Linked DNA regions of Capsicum annuum: region 1 is linked to region 2. The links are chromatin contacts, called in public Hi-C maps. All regions are on one chromosome and are shown on one strand. Each heading gives the region's core, a stretch centred on a gene start, on an enhancer-like site or on the middle of the called end of the contact. The rest is flanking DNA. Distances are from core to core; before and after follow the strand shown. Region 1 has its middle 18 kb from the start of LOC107852018. Region 2 has its middle 3.7 kb from the start of LOC107852008.

Evidence for each region. Hi-C and Micro-C count contacts between places; a contact is called where the count stands out from the background.
Region 1: a contact with region 2 is called in a Hi-C map of leaf, with 1.9 times the contacts expected there. The contact joins two enhancer-like sites. A contact is called at or near these places in 4 of 5 Hi-C or Micro-C datasets (leaf, pericarp and placenta).

The regions. Positions count from the first base shown.
Region 1 is chr1:556,096-560,324 of UCD10Xv1.1, forward strand. No RefSeq gene overlaps it. Among protein-coding and RNA genes, the nearest start is that of LOC107852018, 18 kb to the right of the region's middle. Within about 2 kb of position 1,371, at least 3 of the 5 cell types and tissues checked have an H3K27ac peak or open chromatin away from gene starts, as enhancers often do. A contact at or near this core is called in leaf, where this site is marked.
Region 2 is chr1:518,347-522,939 of UCD10Xv1.1, forward strand. No RefSeq gene overlaps it. Among protein-coding and RNA genes, the nearest start is that of LOC107852008, 3.7 kb to the left of the region's middle. Within about 2 kb of position 3,290, at least 1 of the 5 cell types and tissues checked has an H3K27ac peak or open chromatin away from gene starts, as enhancers often do. A contact at or near this core is called in leaf, where this site is marked.

The DNA.
Region 1 (4,229 bases), core at 121-2,620, 36 kb after region 2:
TGTTGGGGGGAAAAGTGTGGGAGGGAACAGTTACTTATATGATAGAGAAATTTTTAAATTTTGCAATATTTTTTTTCTTTTTTCTTTTTAAAATAGAAGACAATAATAATAAAATAATAATAATAATAACAATTATAATAACAACTAATTAATTTTATGTTTAATAAAAATACAAATAGTCAAAATAATATCAAAACTATTAATTTATTAAAATTAAGAAAACAAAAACATATATTTTATTTTATTATTATTTTTAATATCTCAAAATTAACTTTATTTAGTTATTTACTTCTTAACTAAAATTTATTAAAATAAAAAAATAAGAATTTAAATAATATTATATTAGATATAAATATAAATATCGAAAAATAAGTTAGAATCCGAGGAGGATCAAAAATCACGTGTCTACAGAGGGGGAAATCGAGCTGAATTTTTCATTTAGTGGGTGTTAGCCCACAGTTGAGGGGGTGGACTCGGGCGCCGAGAAATTTTTTTGGTAAAACTTCTTGGGCGGTCCCCTGACGGTCTATTAAATGGATCGGGTTACTTTGAAAGGGCTGGGGGAGCCATTTTTCAAGTCAAACAGACGAAACGACAGAAATTGTGATTTTTTGCGACTTTCGGTGGGTATTAACCCACGGTTTGGGGATGGGCTCAGGCTTGGGCTCCGAAAACTATTATGATCAAAACTTTTCGAATGGTCCCCTGCGGCCTATTAAATTGATGGGGTTGCTTTGACAGGGTCCGGGGAACCATTTTTCAAGTCAAACAGGTGAAACGGTAGATATTATGATTTTTATTTTTTGCGACTTTCAATGGGTGTTAGCCTACGGTTCAAGGGTTGGGCTCTGGCTCCAAGAAATTTTTTTAGCGAAACTTCTCGAGTAGTCCCTTGACGGCCTATTAAAGGGATCGGGTTGCTTCGATGAGGTCAGAAAGGCAATTTTTCAAGTCAAACAGGCGAAACGATAGGAATTGCAGTTTTTTTGTGACTTTTAGTGGGTGTTTAGCCCACTGTTCGGGGATGGACTCGGGCTCCGGGAAAATTTTTGGGCAAAATTTCTCGGCCGGTCCCTTAACGACCTATTAAATGGATCAGGTTGCTCTGGTGGGGTCGGGAAAATCATTTTTCAAGTCAAATGGGAGAACCAACAGAAATTGTGGGTTTTCCTACGATGACTTTCGATTGGTGTTAGCCCATGGTTTGAGGGGTGGACTCAAGCTTCGAAAAAATTTTTGGGTGAAACTTCTTTGGCGGTCCCTTGACGTTCTATTAAATGGATCGGGTTGCTTTGGCAGGATCGGGGGAGTCATTTTGCAAGTCAAACGGGTAAAACGACAGGAATTGAGGATTTTTTACAACTTTCGGCGGCTCGGGATTCGAAAAAAAATTGGGCAAAAATTCTCGGGCGGTTCCCTAACGGCCTATTAAATGGATCGGATTGCTTTGGAGGATCTGAAAAAATTTTGAGCGAAACTTCTCTGACGGACCCCTAATGACCTATTAAATGGATCAGGTTGATTTGGTGTGCCGGAGAAGCCATTTTGCAAGTGAAAATGTGAAGTACGCTCTTGGATTGGGCATTCTTTTGAGTGCTTCCAGCTCTTCAACTCTGAGTGTACATTGTGATGCTGATTGGGTTCTTGCATTTACACTAAAGGATCTATTATCTGGTTCAGTTTGGTACTTCTTCTTGAAAATTAATGAAGCAGGCTACTATTTCTAGGAGCTCAGTTGTAGCAGAAGTTGGTTGATTGATTTGTATCAAGAACTTAGACTGAAAGTGGAGTTGCCAGTTCCGTTATATTGTATGAAAGCAAGTTAGCTATGCAGATTGTTGCCAACCCTGTATTTCATGAACGCACTAAATACATTGACATTGATTATCATTTTATTCATGAGAAGATTTAAGGTGGTGTCATTTTCACTGCTTATTATTTACCTTCTGTTGATCAGACTGACGACGTATTTACCATACATCTTCATAGCTCCTAGCTTGGGCCTTGGGGGGAGGCCGGGTTTGAAAATACTCCCTCCGTTTCACAATAAGTGAATTGTTGGAGCAATTTTAGTGTTTCAAAATAAGTGAATGGTTCTCAATTCAAGGTATATGTTGAAATTTTTTTCCGAATTTACCCTCCATTAAATATACATTGGGAGTGATGTATCATGTGTCTTTGCTTTTTGAAGAGGGTAAAAATGAAAAAACATGATAAATTTATGTCTTTACTGTTTTTTTGTTAACAATTCACTTATTCCGATATACTTATCAATTGTAACAATATAGTTGCTATAGTAATTGTCACAATTAAACTTACTAACCAACTAGAGTAGTTAAATATTTGTTACTTGAGTTAGTTGGTAGTTAGAATTAATTAGTGGATTAGTCCTTGACAGTTATATGATGTATAAAAAAGGAGCAATAGACTAGTCATTGACAGTTGTATGATGTATAAACAGGAGGAGGTACAATGCATATCGTTAGTTTTCAAATATTTTTGTAATTCTCTTTGAGAAGTCAAGCTCGTATTCTTTCTTCTAAATAATTATATTGTCATTTTCTTCTTCTTCAATATCAGAAAATTGTTCCTCATTTGTGATCTTAACATCCAATTTTGGTAGTATTATTTATTTATTTTTAAATATAGAATGTCATATAAATCGTGACAGCATATACAGTTACAACGACAAACTTCGAGACCATGCATAAAAATGTTCCCTTTTCTCCATCTTCCCGAAATGGCTAGTTGTTGCTTATTGCTTAACCCTTGACTGTTGGCGCTCCGGTCTCCGGCCCATCCACTGCTTATCTTCCAGAATACTGCCGGAGTTTTGCCGGATATTAAATGAGTATAATTTAGATGTTGCATTAAAAAGAATGTTGTAATTAATTGCATGTATATCCCACAACTTCCACAAACTTTTTCTCGTCATGTAATTTTGTGTATCATTTTATTCTCTTATTGAATAACGATCATAACCAGTGGCAGAGCCAGGATTTTCATTGAGGGGGTTCAGAAGTAAACATACGGACTAGTCGAAGGAGGTTCAACATCTAATATATACATAAAAATATTTTTGACCGTGTAAAAATAGTATACTTTTCCGTCGAAAGGGGTTCGGATGAATCCCCTGATTACAAGGTGGATTCGCCACTGATCATAACAAATGTTTTGTAAAATTACTGTGAAGCTATCCCGCTAAAAATTAATCGATATGATCGAAGTCATTACTTGGTTGTTGTAAAGGCTACATTTTCTACATGGATCTTACTAAACTTATTTAGAAGAATAAAAAATGTTGTACAGTAATTAGTAATTAACTAATAGGTAGTGAATTTTTGTCTGGATTCCTGGCGAAAAATAAGGGGCTACTCTAGGGAGGGGAAAAAGCAAAGCACAGACATGAAGCTGACATATAACGTACGTACTACAAAACTTGGCAGTGATTTTTGAAAACAATGAGAGGAACTGATTATTAAATTACTCGTAGGACGTAGAAATATCATTGTGTAATTAAGTAGAGAGTCAGAAAATTCAGGGGGTAAAGTGAAAATCTATTCATATATATTAAGTACTATGAATTCATAGATGCTATGGGTGAATATTGATGTTGACTCTACTTGAATAGGAATTGCGTGATGAAAGAGAAGGGACTGACCAGTTATTAAAGGCAATAAATATATATATATATATTGTGAGGAAAAATTGATAACACAATGACAGAAGCCTTCACTATTTTCCAGGTTTGTCAGCCTTTCTATCGAGGGATATATTTCCCCCCTTTTAATTTAATTGTCTAGTTTTAGTTTGAACAGAAAATAAAGAAAATTTTTGAATCTTATAATATTAATCTAAAGACACATAAAATATACCAAAATATTTTAAATCGTCTAGTCTAAACATTTCATATGAATGTTGAAATTTAAGAGTTCAAAATAAAAGGAATTGTCTTTTTTTCGAACGGACTAACTAAAAAGGAAATTAAGATACAACAATAATATACTTAGTGTAATGAGAGTAAAATATACGTAGTCTCTATCACTACCTCAGAACAAGTAGAGAGATTATATTATTTTCGATAGATCCTCGCTAAGAACAAGAAACAATTAAAAACGCATTATAAAAATAAAAAATAAGATATAAAAAAAAAAATAAGATAAACAAATTAAAACGTAGCAGTACTATATGACTTTCCCTTCCCTACAATAAATTTTCTTTCTTCGAGG
Region 2 (4,593 bases), core at 2,040-4,539:
GACTCCATTTTCCTGTATTTATCAAGTTGCATTGATTAGACATAATCCAAGGAAATCATGACCATTAATTTGGAAGACTTTATTTTTAAATCATATTTTTCGCGATTCAGTCCAAGTCAACTTCTCTAATACAATGACATGGATCGGTTGACAGTTTTTTTTAGAATAATAATTGATTAATTGATTGTAAGAATCTGAAATTCAACTATACAATCATATTTTCAATCTCCTTAATACCTTTTAAAAAAAAAAAATCCTAATAAATGAAACTGATGAAGACATATGGAGAAATCTTATTTTGTATTCACATAACCAAAACTACTTAATTCTGTGATGCACTAACTAATGACCTGTAACGATGGGGAATCATATTGATAAGGAGAAACATAGTCACATACATTGAAATAAGAATTCATCGTAGAAACAAAAAGAAAATAGAAAAGGGAGATTCCAGAATGCTAAAACTTTAGCTAAGAAAATAAAAGACAACTTCATAACATGAGCCTAAATAGATTATATTCCTCTACTATATATAGACATCTTCCCGGGGTCCCAAATGTAATTTGATATCTTTGCAAATAGGACCTCCATCTAGGTTATATTCATAACAATTCTCCCACCCTCAATAAGAACCTTGTCCTCAAGGTTCGAGTATAGTTGTACGGAGACCATGGTGTTGTTATGTTCCTCTTTGTCAGTGTTAACAACCCAAAAGAATTTTTCCAAAGCTTCATTATCCAAAGCAACTTCCAACATTGATCCTTCTTTTTGCTTTTCAAACCAGAGGATGCATCCACATCTAACAAGATAATCACCAAAGAGTTCCTTGGAAAGAGTAGATGACAGAATCAAAGGGAAAACGTTGAACACCTGATGGGGCTTTGAGTTAAGATCACTGTTAATAGTTGGATCAGATTCCTCAAAAGCAGTTTGTATTGGTGGCATTAGCACATGTAGGATCTCTGCAATCCAAGAATCAACCCAAGGGATAGTCACTTTCAAAACCAACTTACTAGAAATCCAAGGGAAAGCAACATTTAAAAGCCACAAGAGTTGCATCCATGTTTTCTCTAGATAAGAAAGTTTAATGTGCCACCAATTACATGTGCACATAAATGATGAAAAATGATTCCACGATCTGGAGTAATTCTCCACAAATATTTTTGCTTTGCGGAAATGAAACTCATACTGAGAAACACAGCAATGAGGGTGATGGGTCAAGACATCTGTACTACCAATCATGAAATATTGCTTTTCCTTTTCTTCTGCAGCCGTAGTCTCAAATGGTTTGCACCAAGTCTGGATACCATAAGGGTCACAAAAAGTAGCACGAACTAGAGCTAGAGCAATCGTAGTAAACTTGCCTGGGTCCTTTAAGTACTCTGCATTCTTGTAATATTTTCAAAGGAGTATTTGGTCTTTGTGAAAATTCCTAGACTAGTTGTGTAGGGATAGATGAACACATGAGAAACAACATCAATAATAAGATATGTAAGAGCCATTGATAGACCAAAAACATGTGTCAATTCAGCTGCAAACTTAGCGACTAAGTCCATTTTTGAGTGTTCAAGAACCACAGAGCTAAGAGCCAAACTATTTGTTGCAAGAAGGATACCGAACTAGATGTTCTTGGAAATTACTTCATACAAATTGTTATGTTCCGCTCAATTCTCAGATATTTCAAAGAACATCAAACTGTACTTCTTAACTACATCAGATAGAGGACCATTTGATTTGTGAATGTCAAACATGACCATCTCAGGTAACAAGAACACTAGATCACTGGATTTGGCCATTTTATCAAAATTTACAAATGCATCAGTGCCTACTTCTCCCATCACAAGGCCACCAAGTTGCTCACGCCACAGTATAGAAATTAAATAATATGTAGCAGGAATACTAGAGTGTGTATGCATGGCCAGGTCGATATCATCAGTTATACGGATATTGAGTATACCAGGATCAAAGGTATGAATAAAAAACTTGATAAAAATAATAAAAGCTGCTAAGGAATAAGAAAAAGGTTGCACCTCGAGCCAAGTCCTTTCAACAACCAACACAAAATCAGCTTCCAATGGCGTATATTCATTGCAAAATTCCTGTATCTTAGTGATTTGTAGCACAATGTTTGATTTAATTTCTTGCACAACCATCTCAACACGTAGCACTGTAGCTTTTATAGTCTTACTATCCACACAATAGGCCACAATATATGCTCCATAAGTCACCCAGATAGAATACAGAGTTACTATAGATGCTAACATTGGAAGTAATATGTCAAGATGTTTCCTCCACTTTTTCACTAAGTCGGGCTCTGTATACCTCTCCCAGTACTTGAGATCTGTTGAGCTAATGCTTGACAAGAATTCGTTGTTAGGTACATACACCACCCATGAGTCATAATCATAGTCAGACGACCCTTCAATCTTACCAACAAGCAAAAAAATTCCTTCAACTTGTTCTTGTTGAGGCGAAAGTGACATTGAGCCCTTGAGAGAATCAATCCATTCAAGTATTCGTGTAGGATGATAAATCACTAAATCCAGATTAATTTGCCTTGTAAAATTTCCATTCTTACACCCAAAGTTGAAAGGCAACAGAAGAGGCAAGCCTGGTTCTACTCGTTCGGATGAAGAGAGCTCAATCAATAAGGATAAAATTGTTGCACGTGCCATACTATAAGACAATGGACAGATGTAAGATCTGGAATTTCCACTAAAATTATTAGCAGTCTCTAATATGTACCTCTCCACACTAATATTCCTCTTGCAATTGGCCTCAACATGCATGAATTGATCAATTGCGTAGCTCTCCACACTAGAAATAGCAGCCCGAGCAAAAGGATACAAAAATAAGTTCTCTATAGATATACCCAGTAGCTTGTGGGAATTACAAAAGCTTGTAAGATTATCACTGCATTCAATTAACACTTCAACCACACCTATATATTAAGAGTCATACAACATTGAAAAACATCTACTTCTCTCAGCAATTTTATCGAACAATTTAGGCGCATTTGATGAGAAACTTAAAGCATTAATCAAAAGAGGAGCACATCCTAAGAGCTTAATTTGGTTGTATTGGCGCATGTCAAATGAATCACGTAACTGCCAGTATCCACCCACTTGTAGTCGTTAATGCTCAAAACAGGTGGAAGCGAGCCAATAGGTGCACTAGGACTAGGAAATTCTGCAGAAATATCCCTCATCTGTAATCTATTGAACACCTTGCAGTCAAACTCTAGTTGTCCCTTGACGGAGAAGGAGAGAGGTAAGAATTTGAGCTCGGTGGCATCAATAGAAGCACCGGACAGCACGTCGGAGAAAATGTATTGCGGTGTTGTATCTCCAACACCAAGAACAGGGAGCTCTGAATCCAAATGGGATTTTGCCATATCAGCCACCTCGGTGTTACTATCAACGTAAGCTGACTCTGATACAGAAGTGATATTTATAACATCTGAATTCTCTACATTATCAATGGAAGTGGAGTCCAATTGTATATCTTCCTGCAACACTAATCGCACATGGCAAATAGAAGAAAGCATACGTTTTTTACATTCTTGTGACTGTACCACTATATCCTGCACAATATTGAGGGAAATGTATATCTTCTCCAACATTGCAGGTGGATAAGTGGGGCTCGGTGATGAAGGTGCAGTAAGAAATTGCTTGTTGTATGGGGCTGATGGAGTTTGAAAGGAAGATGATACCCATTTGATAGAGGAGGGACAGTGAAAGCACCATTGTAATGATCGGGAGTCATATTGATAAGGAGAACTATAGTCATATACATTGAAATAAGAATTCATCGTAGAAACAAAAGGAAAATAAAAAAGGGAGATTCGAGAATGCTAAAACTTTAGATAAGAAAATAAAAGACAACTTCATAACATGAGCCCAAATAGATTATATTCCTCTAATATATATAGACATCTTCCCTGAGTCCCAAATGTAATTTGACATCTTTGCAAATAGGATCTCCATCTTGGTTAAATTCATAACATGACCACATCAAATTTCTCTATATCAACCTTACTTGTTCTGATTATAAACTTTTATACTGATTGTTTGTTATATACCTATAACTTCATTTGACATTCTTTACTTGGTTATTATACAGTAAAATAATTCAAAAGGATCAAATTTTATTTTATTTTTCCATGTTATAAAACATATTAAATGGAAAATTTCAAAAGATATTCATCTTTCACTAATTAAAAGTTAAAATCTATACATCATTATAGTGGGTGATTATTATAGAGAGATCTGCAATACCACAAATCCGATATACATCATTATAGTGGGTGATTATTATAGAGAGATCTGCAATACCACAAATCCGATTTGATTAGGTTGCGTGCTTTTCATTCCGATTATTACAGAGTTATTTCTCTCTTCCTTAGCTTGGTTTTGGAAAGAGATCATTAATTTCAAAATAACAATCAATTTAAATGAGATCTCTGCGTACTTATGTCAACTAGCTAGAGATGTACAATTTTCAATTATCAAAGAAAAAAAGAACTTGTTGAATTGAAGAAGTAGACGAACTTTGAATATGATACACAACGTTAAACCTTAAGTCTTCAGTATC